Linked DNA regions of Mus musculus: region 2 is linked to region 1. The links are chromatin contacts, called in public HiChIP or PLAC-seq maps. All regions are on one chromosome and are shown on one strand. The core of a region is the stretch at or near the end of the contact, and the rest is flanking DNA. Distances in the headings are between cores, read along the strand shown.

Region 1 (5,323 bases), core at 1,421-3,920:
AGTTTAAGCATGGTATCACCAGACAGTGAAGGCTGACACTACCCTTGGACATTGAGGTTGTCTGAGGAGACACTGCCCTGGCTGCCCCAGGATCTGGGCTGGGTGGGAGCAGGTGTCAGTTAGGCAGCAACATCTGGGTTACCGTTACTATTTCTGTATTGCTAACCCCTCCAGCTGGGAGGCCTGGTGTGAGCACCAGCTTTCCGGGAAGGCAAAAAGCTGACAGTGCAGACTAGGAATTCCAAGTAACAAAAAAAGAATTCCAAGTAACTCTGGGCAAAGGACGGGCTCCATCTGCTGTAAGCAGAAAGGCCGTGAGCAATTGAATTGTCTTCCCCATCTTTATTAATGCTAATTCCATACAGGCTCACCCCTGACCATTCCCAAGGCTGCTCTAAGAATCCTAGCCCTTCCTGAGCCTGAATCTCTCTAAGGAGGCTGGAGTTCCAGGAGTGTGCAGCCTCAGGACCCACAGCAGGGTTGTGGGGAATAATTATCATAGAGGCAGGGCCCAGGGACTCACAGTCAGCACTTCTTCAAGCTCTCATTTGCACTACATTCCCTTTAGTCTTAATTGTTTGTTTGTTTGTTTGTTTTGAAACAAGGTCTCAGTATGTAGCCCTGGGTGTCCTGAAACTTGCTATGTAGACCAGGCTGGCCTCAAAGTCACAGGCAAAGTCACCTGTCTTTGCCTCCTAAATTCTAGGATTGAATACATGTACCACTGTAGAGGAGGGAAACCTTGAACTTTTCCTGTATTCACCTCTGCGGTGCTGGGATTGTTGGTCTTCCAAGGCACATCTGGTTTTTATGGTGCTAGGGATGGAACCCAGGCTTTATGCTTGTTGGGCAAACACTACAAACTGAGCTGCACCACTGTCCTCACTCTAAGCATACACTAGACACAGGAAAATCAAGTATTCTCATCTCATCCCAACACACACACACACTCTCTCTCACATACACACACACACACACCCTCACATACACACACTCACACACATACACACACTCACATTCACACACATACACACACTCACACACATACACACACTCACATTCACACACATACACACCCTTACATACACACACTCACACACATATACACCCTCACATTACACACATTCACACACATACACACCCTCACACACACACACATATCCTTACATACACACACTCACACACATACACACCCTCATGTACATATACACCCTCACACACACACATACACATGCTACAGGACATGAGCTCCTGCATCCAGCAGGTCTACATCCACATCAGAATCCCCATGGCCAGTTCCTGCCCATCTCAACCCTGGGCTCCCTGAGGATGAATGCATCTGAAACAAAGCTAGTTTCCTCTCAGAGACTCCCTCAGAGGTCCACCCACCTCTGACACTAACTGGACCAGCTCTTTGCTCCACCTCTCTTTCCCAAGACCTTCTTTAGAAGACGTTCTAAGACTTACAGTGGTTCTCAACCTCCCCATAGCTGAGACCCTTTGATACAGTTCCTCATGTTGTGGTAACCCCCCAACCATAAAATTATTTTCGCTGCTACTTCATTACTGTAATTTTGCCACTGTTGTAAAGTGTAATGTAAATATCTGTGATTTCTAATGTCTTAGGCAACCTCTGTGAAAAGGCCATTTGACCCCAAAGGATCAACCCCCAAGTGTGCTCTCAACCTTAGACTGTTAACCGTAGGTTCCCTTAGTATCTAAGGGAAGTGGGGCATGATCCTGGAGCACTAAGTTCAAGTCACTGTGTAGGAAGGCTGACTTATCCTCAGCTTGCCCCATTGTGGTAGGCTCCAAACTTATCTGTCCCTATATCCTGAGACTAAGCTACCCTGTAGACAGAGAACAACAGCGTTCTTGGCCAGCTAGCGATCACCTGCTCTCCCAGTGTGTGCCGGGAGCTGGACAGTCTGAGGAAAGGCATTCTCTGGCGTTTCAGGGCACTCAGGCCCCAGGTCCACAAGAGAATGAGCCACCAATTCTCCATCCCCATTCGTTTCTCGGGTCATGTTCTTTGCCCAGGAGTACAGACTAAAACGACTCCAACAACCAGATGTGCCTAACTGCTAGTCTAGACGCTCCCAAATCCCGAAGTACCCTATCAGGCTATCCCCTGCCTCGGATGCTCTCAGGATCGAAGAAGGAGAGACTACAAATCCAACAAACCCAAATTGTGGAAATTAGACTCCATGGAGCACAGGTCTTAAAGTAAGAGAGAACTTTGTGCTGGCAAAGGATGAGGGTCTCCCCAACCCACGTTTATTTGTTTAGTAATCTGAATCAGAAACCAACTTTCAAGAGTTCTCTTTCCAACATATGGATCACGAGATCAAATTCAGGCAACCGCCCTTACACTAAGCCATCTTGCTAGGACGAGTAGTTAGAATCCTAAGGACTATATAATACACCAGAATTCAAACTTTGCAGGCAGAATTCAAACCCCAGAGCAGAAGCCAGCGCAAAGCCAGGGCCTCAACGTCACCCATTCCCCTGCAGGCTTCCTTTTAGGAGAGAGAATGTATTATGTGAATGACAGCCTCGGATTACCAGACACATTCTCAGAACCCAGCAGGGTAGTGAAGCCTGAGCGCCACTAGAGGACCGCTCCGCCCGCCTCTCTGCTTCAGTCCTGCCCACATCCGGGTGGCCCCTCCCTTCCCAGCTATGCTGGCGCAATTTAGCCCCTCCCTCCCTAAGTCATTCCAGCACACAGCCCGACTTTCTGATGCCTGCGGCATTCTTGTTCCCACCCACAACCCACCTCTTCAAGCCCCGCCCACTGCTGGCCTCTTAGTCCTATAGCGCTATCTCCTGGTAGTCGGGAGACATTGTTCTCCTTTGGGGCTAGTCAGCTGGGGCTTCCTTGGCGTGCTTGTGGAGCCACTATCAAATTGAGACCTAATCCTTGCTCTGGTCCTGAACCTGCCTAGAGATCTGGGCTTCACAGAACCCCCAAGAGACGTGGTCTCAGATGAAATTCGAGTCATCTTCAGCAAAGTAGGTGTCAACTGTTGCTCCTACCACTGGAATTCCCAGCAGATGGGCACCCCTCCTTTAAACTACTGTCTCCTCTGCATCTTCTAGAGTCCTCATAAAGAAGTGGTAAATCCATCCCTCATTAGGAGGTTTATTTAAAATGTTGGTCTTTATTGGGAAGAGAGGCTCCTTGGTCTTGCAAACTTTATATGCCCCAGTACAGGGGAACACCAGGGCCAAGAAGTGGGAGTGGGTGGGTGGGTGGGGGGAGTATGGGGGACTTTCAGGATAGCATTTGAAATGTAAATGAAGAAAATACCTAATAAAAATTGGAAAAAAAAACACCTTGATCTTCTACAATACAAACAAAATAATAGTGTTGGGGTCACACCTAGGAATGGAACTTGCCTTACGCTAGTTTGGAAAAATGTGGCCAACTTCTCTGCCTTAGCCATCGTGCATCAAAGACAGTAATTTATAGAAAGTGAGTAAAATAAATAACTTTTCTTTCTTTTTTTCTTATTTTCAAGATAGGACCTCACTGTGTAATCCTAGCTGACCTGGAACTCAAAGAGATCTACCTTCCTCCCAAAATGCTGGGGTTAACAGCAAGTGCTACCACACCGATTATCTTTTCCCTTTCATTTTCCTTTTCACTTTTAAAGATCTGTTTTTATTTATGTGTAAGTGTATCTATGTTAAATGTATGTCCTGGGTGTGGGTCCCCACAAAGACCAGAAGAGGGCATCCAGGAGGCTGAGACACCAGATGTGGGTGTTAGCCACTGAACTTGGGTCCTCAGGACTAACAAATAGCAAGTGCTCTGAACTGGAGAGCATTTCATCTCTCCTGCTCCCCACCTCCTCTTTTTGGGGGGCGGGGATGGTTTTGAGACAGGATTTCTCTGTATAGCCCTGGCTGTCCTGGAACTCACTTTGTAGACCAGGCTGGCCTTGAACTCAGAAATCCGCCTGCCTCTGCCTCCCAAGTGTTAGGATTAAAGGTGTGCACCACCATGCCTGGCGCCATCTCCCCTTTTTTGAGACAAGATCTTGCTAAGTAGTCTTGGCTGGAGTGGAACTCACCATGCAGACAAAGCTGGCCTCAAACTCAGAGAGGTTCATAAACCTCTGGCTCCTGAATGCTGGATTACAGTGTGTGCCACTGCAGGCTTTTTGTTTTAAGACAGTCTCATGTAGCCAAGACTGATCTCAGATTTTTTTATGTAGCCAAGACTGTCTTCAACTCCTCTAATGCCTCTGCTTCACACACGCCAGGATTACAGGCGTGTGCTACTGTGCTAGACTGATAGGGATTTGTTTTGTTTTGGTTTTGGTTTTTTGGGTTTTGTTTTTTTTTTTTTTGTTTTTTGTTTTTTGTTTTTTTGAGACAGGGTTTCTCTCTGTAGTCCTGGCTGTCCTGGAACTGACTCCATAGACCAGGCTGGCCTCGAACTCAGAAATCCACCTGCCTCTGCCTCTCGAGTGCTGGGATTAAAGGCGTGTGCCACCACCGCCCGGCCTCTGATATGGATTTTTAAGACAGCAATACTGAAACTAAAATTTAGCTTTGAAGGACCGGTATTTGAGAATAGACCTTGCGTATTGTAAAGAAACCAGGGAAGAGCTCCTCCTAGCGGCTCGTTTGGCAGGAGCATAGAAAAAGAAGCTAGAAGCTACATCTTAGCAATAGTCTAGAAGCCAGGCGAGTCACCGTTCATAAACACACTAGGTCCTCTAGCCAACAGCCTTGTCTCGCCCATGATTGATCCAGAGAGCTTGGCTCTCACGGAAGTGTCTACACAAGATTGCTAAGAATTCAGATCCTCTGCTTTTCTCTCTACCTCTCTTGAGGGCCGACTCTTGACTATAATCCATTATCTCAACTCCATGCCCCAGTTCACTGGGTATCTTGGAGCCCCTTGGAGACAGCACTGTCCTAACCTCAATAACAGACTGGAGAGCCTTGCTGGAGGGATCCCAGGAAGTAGCCCTGCGTCAAATCAAGTAGAAAAACAGGTTCCTCTTAGTACCCTTCTGCCTGCCCCCTGCCCTCCTATCACCTTCTGTTCATAGGCAGACTCACTTCCACCAAGACAAGATCATAGGAACTTGGCCTGAGGGCTGGGGAGCAGGCCATCTACCAGGCTCAACAGCAACTCACCTCCTGCAAAGAAGACAGGAAGCAGCTGGAGCCCCGTGCAGCCTGTAGCTTCTCGATCATCCTCAGTTTCATCTTAAGCTGAGCTTTCTGAGGGTCAGCTTAACTGAGAGCAATTGTGGGGTCATCTACGGGGTTCCTGCTGCAATGCTTAGAAGGCTCCGTGAGG
Region 2 (5,323 bases), core at 921-3,420, 290 kb after region 1:
ATTTGTTTTGTGCCTGGCAGGTGTGTGGGGCACCAGGGGACGCACCCTGTGCCACCAGCCCTTGTGGGGGTGCCGGATGTCGGGATGAAGATGGGCAGCCCCGTTGTGGTGGCCTCGGTTGCAGTGGGGCAGCAGCCACGGCAGATCTAGCGCTGGGCCGGGCTCGGCACACGCAGGCAGAGCTGCAGCGGGCACTGGTAGAAGGTGGCGGCATCCTCAGCCGGGTGTCTGAGACTCGTCGGCAGGCAGAAGAGGCACAGCAGCGAGCACAGGCAGCCCTGGACAAGGCTAATGCTTCCAGGGGCCAGGTGGAACAGGCCAATCAGGAGCTTCGAGAACTTATCCAGAATGTGAAAGACTTCCTCAGCCGTGAGCCTCCCATGTGGCCCAGGCCATGTGCTTGCTTCCCTTGTGTCTGTGTGTACTTGAGTCTCGGTGTCTGCAATGGACATGTGTTTATAACCCTATGTCTGGCCCTGAGTCCCTGTCCAGTCAATGTCCCTAAGTCTGTGTCCCTTATATAGTCCCTGTTCCTTGGTTACATCCTTATGCCTGTTAGCAAACTCCTATTGCATGTGCAGTCTGAGACCCCAGAATACCAAGATTGTGTTCCCAAGGTCATGCAGGAGAGACTGTTAAGCCCTTGCCTGTGTCTCCATAGAGGAGGGAGCCGATCCTGACAGTATTGAAATGGTAGCGACTCGGGTGCTAGACATCTCCATCCCGGCCTCACCCGAGCAGATCCAGCGCCTAGCCAGTGAGATTGCAGAACGCGTCCGAAGCCTGGCCGACGTGGACACAATCCTGGCCCATACCATGGGCGACGTGCGTCGGGCTGAACAGCTACTGCAAGATGCGCACCGGGCACGGTCTGACCCCCAAGCCTGGTCCCCATTCCTGAAACCTGGTCCTGATACCTGTAGACCCTGATCTCCCCTCTTCCTCAGGAGCCGGGCCGAGGGTGAGAGACAGAAGGCAGAGACAGTCCAAGCGGCACTGGAGGAGGCTCAGAGGGCACAAGGAGCTGCTCAGGGTGCCATCTGGGGAGCAGTGGTTGACACACAAAACACAGAGCAGACCCTGCAGCGGGTATGACTTCCTTAGGACGAGGTGATGGGCATGTACTAAGGATCTGGCTTGCTTTGTCTGGGACAGGGAGGTCTTACTGTGTAGCCCTGGGCAGCCTGGAAGTTACAGAGATCAACTTGCTTCTCCTTCTCAGTTGCTGGTACTAAAGGTGGATTTGTTAAACCTGGGCCTTTCTGTGGCAGGTCCAGGAGAGGATGGCAGGTGCAGAGAAGTCTCTGAACTCTGCCGGTGAGCGGGCTCGGCAATTAGACGCCCTCCTGGAGGCCCTGAAACTGAAACGGGCAGGAAATAGCCTGGCAGCATCTACAGCGGAAGAAACAGCAGGCAGTGCCCAGAGCCGTGCCAGGGAGGCTGAGAAAGTGGGTTGGGCGAAGCCCTCTGGATGGGGTAGGGGTATTATAGTTAGAATTCCACTGAATTAGTATACCGACCCTGCCTCTTACATCTGCAGCAACTACGGGAACAAGTAGGTGACCAATACCAAACAGTGAGGGCGTTGGCAGAGCGGAAGGCTGAAGGTGTTCTGGCTGCACAAGCCAGGGCAGAACAACTGCGGGATGAGGCTCGGGACCTGTTGCAGGCCGCTCAGGATAAGCTGCAGCGGCTACAGGGTGAGGACCATGGTGGGCGGGAGCTAGAAAGGTGGGCTTGCGTGAGAAAAGACTTGAACTATTTCTTGACCCTTCTAGAGCTGGAGGGCACATATGAGGAGAACGAGCGTGCACTGGAGGGCAAAGCGGCCCAGCTGGATGGGCTGGAAGCCAGGATGCGCAGTGTGCTCCAGGCCATCAACTTGCAGGTCCAGATCTACAACACCTGCCAGTGACCACTCCCTAGGGCCTAGCCTTGTCGCCAAGCACTGTTCTGCACACGATCGTCCGCACATTAAAGAGCTCCTGGCTAGCAAGAGCTTTCAATAAACCTGTGTGAACCTCCTCTGTGTTGTCTGGCCTTTGATGGGAGGGGCGGAGGACCTTTATACACGCCATCAGCTGTAGGCTACCAGCAGAGGCCGAGCACCGGAACCCCTCCTCTTCCTTTCCCGCCCTCCCCAAAGCTGCCCTTCACCAAGAGCTCCCACTCTTGCCGGAAGTGCGTCATCAGCTCGGCACCCCGCCTCCCGTAGCCGTAGCTAGAAGTCGAAACAAAACAAGCGGCTGAAGCAGCGGCGAAGGCGGCGGTGGCGGAGGAGCCGGGACGGGGGAGGGGCGCGCCGGAACCGGAACCGACCCGACGCCGGAACCGGAATCGAGAGCGTGTTGCCAGGGCCCGAAGAGGGCTGGTGGCGGCGGTCTCGCTCGGTGAGTGGTGTGGGCCTCAAGTCGCCGGTTTGGCCGCAGCGGGGGAAGGCCGCAAGGTTGGCCCGGGGCGGGCCTGTTCAAGGTCACGGGCCGTGCCAGCCCCGACATCTCGAGCCTCGCGGCGTGCTCGGCCTACCGATGCCGACCGAGCCGTTATGCTACCCCTGTGGCCGGCCTCTCTGTTTTTAAGAGGATTAGCGGCGAGCGAGGGTGGCTTCCTGGAGGAGGTGGTGGCAGGCCTGGGATTCGGAGGCTGGAGGAGGGCAGCATCCTAGCCGGGGCGTTGGTCTGCGTTCAGTAACTCTGCGCAGCTTCTCTAACCAGCTGGGATCTCCGGATAGTTTCTCTGCCGCTTCGACGGCTTTCAGAGCATGGGGGAGGGATTCCGGCTGTGAATCGGGCCTCGGTGTAAGGAGGAAACGGCGGGTGCTCTGCCCAGAGGCCTGGACGGACTGTCACTAAAGATTCCGCTCATCACTCTTATCGTCCAAGGGTATTTTTATCACCCCACTCTCCCCTAAGGGAACACAGGCTACAGTTCAATCTCCTTCGTCTCGCAAGCCGGGCTTGAGGCTGCCAGGGCTAGTACTAGGTCTACGTTCCATCTCCACCCTCACTAGTTTTGAGAACTTCACTTTGGATGGAGGGAGCCCGAATCCACACACAGGTGGGAAACAGATCAGGCCTCCGTGGCTCAGAGCTGATGATGAAGGAAGGAACCTGGAGACAGGGGTGATGTCTGTTTCGTTGTTAAGCCTATCACCGTGTCTTAAAACTGGAGTCCACTCCTCATTTTTTTTTTTTTCGAGACAGGGTTTCTCTGTGTAGCCCTGGCTGTCCTGGAACTCACTCTGTAGACCAGGCTGGCCTCGAACTCAGAAAATCCGCCTGCCTCTGCCTCCCAAGTGCTGGGATTAAAGGCGTGCGCCACCACCACCCGCCTCCACTCCTAATCTTTAAGGCTGAGGAGAGAGAGATCGATCCTTCTTTAGGTGGAAACAAAAGATCAAGTTTCAGGAGCTGGTTTATGGCAAAAAATAGGAGCCGGCAGGAAGCAGACTAGATGCTTTAGTACCAGAGCCTTTCTGGTTAGTGGCAGCACCTGGGGCCGTTTTCAGCTTCAGAGTCTGCCCTTCTGCTGCTCTGACTATTCCTTGGTCTCCCTCTCTGCTGCCTGACTCCTTCACTCTCTACTTGTCTGGCGGTGACTAAGCAGCCGGCGAGAGTGAAGGAAGCAGAGCAGGCTGCTCAGAGTGCAGACCTGTGGGTTGGAGCCATGGCTCTCATCCAGAGGATGATCCTGGTCCCAGGCCACAACTGCCTTGACCTAGCACTTCCTCAGTGCAGCCTTCCAGCGTTGTGGGTTTCTGTAGATACCCAGGAGGCGTGGCCTGAAGCACTTGCCACTGCTTGAATTATTTATTTCCTCACAGGGTAGCCTCACAGTGCGCATGGCTGCCTCAGCTGGTGAGAATCCTGCCCATTAGGGTTCAGAGAGGCCTGCGTTGCTCAGCCCTTGTAGGCAGGGAGCAGATCACTTGGCCTTGGCAGTGACTCGTGGTCTATTTTCATTAGGCTCTTGGTTCTTTGCTGAAGAATTTGGCCACAAAGAGTTGCCAAGATAGCTGGGCCGGGAAGAAAGCGCCGCAGCCCTGACCCAGACGCTGTTGCCGACTCTGGGCCACTCTGGCTGGCTACCAAGCGGCTCAAGATGTCTGCAGGGGCCAGTGCTACAGGGCCCAGGAGGGGGCCGCCAGGACTGGAAGAGGCCACTAGTAAGAAGAAACAGAAGGATCGAGCAAACCTGGAAAGTAAAGATGGAGATGCTAGGAGAGGTAGGAGGGGCTTTTCCAGAGTGCCTACGGCTTCCCTTATCACTGGACATGCAAGTATTGGGGTGGGGGTGGGGGTCCTGTCTCTTCCTCCTCTATCCTGGTTTGATGGGGAGAAAAAGATCCATGGCAGGCTGGGTAGAACCTGGGCTTTCCACCTGAGAGACGTGGCTAAGATTAATGAGATGGGAGTGTCTGGGGTCTGGCTCACTCATTCCTGTCTGTTCCTTTTGTTGCCAGTGTCCCTTCCTCGAAAGGAACCAACCAAAGATGGTGAGTACTGAGTGCTACGTGAGAGAAAGGAGAATTTAGCTCCCATCTGGAGCGGTAGGCTTGGCTCGTGTACCTGTCTGTCACCATTAGCACCTTGTTGAGACCCCTCTGATCTCTACCCCTCTCTCCCTGTAGAATTGTTGCTCGATTGGAGGCAGAGTGCAGATGAGGTGATTGTTAAGCTGCGCGTGGGAACAGGTCCCGTACGTCTGGAGGATGTAGATGCTGCGTTCACAGACACGGACTGTGTGGTGAGGCTTCCAGGTGCGTCCGTGTACCCCGAGAACAGGGCTACCTTTGAGTGCTCTGATACCCCCACTCCAGGTTACTTTTGCCACTCTTTTTACAGATGGTCGGCAGTGGGGTGGTGTCTTCTTTGCTGAAATACAAAGTTCTTGCACCAAAGTGCAGGCTCGCAAGGGTGGTCTTCTACAGCTAGTACTACCCAAGAAGGTGCCTCTGCTCACGTGGCCCTCTCTCCTGGTATGTTCCAGTTGCGTGTATGGGAGTTGGGGATACCCAATGTATTCAACAGGGCCTAATTGTTATCTCTTTGGCAGAAGAAACCTCTGGGAACCCAAGAGCTGGTGCCAGGTTTGCAGTGCCAGGAGAACGGGCAAGAGCTGTCTCCCATTGCCCTGGAGCCAGGCTCTGAGCCCCGCAGAGCTAAACAGGAAGCCCGAAACCAGAAGCGGGCCCAGGGCCGTGGTGAGGTAGGCTCGGGGGCTGGCCCTGGGACACAGGCAGGGCCCAGCGCCAAGAGGGCTGTTCACCTCCGCAGAGGGCCAGAAGGGGAAGGGTCCATGGATGGCCCCGGCCCCCAGGGTG

The links. HiChIP or PLAC-seq counts read pairs in DNA pulled down with a chosen protein or histone mark.
Region 2: a contact with region 1 is called in an H3K4me3 HiChIP or PLAC-seq map of bone marrow-derived macrophages, with 2.1 times the contacts expected there. The contact joins the promoter of Usp19 here to the enhancer-like site in region 1. A contact is called at or near these places in 1 of 484 Hi-C or Micro-C datasets (B cells), 3 of 115 datasets of contacts at active chromatin or transcription factors (bone marrow-derived macrophages, memory CD8 T cells and microglia) and 3 of 9 other capture datasets (liver, macrophages and pancreatic islet).

Annotation. Positions count from the first base shown.
Region 1 is chr9:108,198,616-108,203,938 of GRCm38.p6, forward strand. No RefSeq gene overlaps it. Among named protein-coding and RNA genes, the nearest start is that of Bsn, 11 kb to the left of the region's middle. Within about 2 kb of position 2,671, at least 165 of the 459 cell types and tissues checked have an H3K27ac peak or open chromatin away from gene starts, as enhancers often do. A contact at or near this core is called in B cells, bone marrow-derived macrophages and memory CD8 T cells, where this site is marked.
Region 2 is chr9:108,488,506-108,493,828 of GRCm38.p6, forward strand. Usp19 (ubiquitin specific peptidase 19) reads left to right here and starts at 2,171. Exons shown (of 27, transcript NM_027804.4): 1 at 2,171-2,390; 2 at 3,966-4,225; 3 at 4,463-4,495; 4 at 4,631-4,759; 5 at 4,845-4,978; 6 at 5,059-5,323. The coding sequence starts at 4,102. It overlaps Lamb2 (laminin, beta 2), which reads left to right. Exons shown (of 33, transcript NM_008483.3): 28 at 21-369; 29 at 662-869; 30 at 948-1,089; 31 at 1,272-1,448; 32 at 1,541-1,700; 33 at 1,779-2,025. The coding sequence ends at 1,915.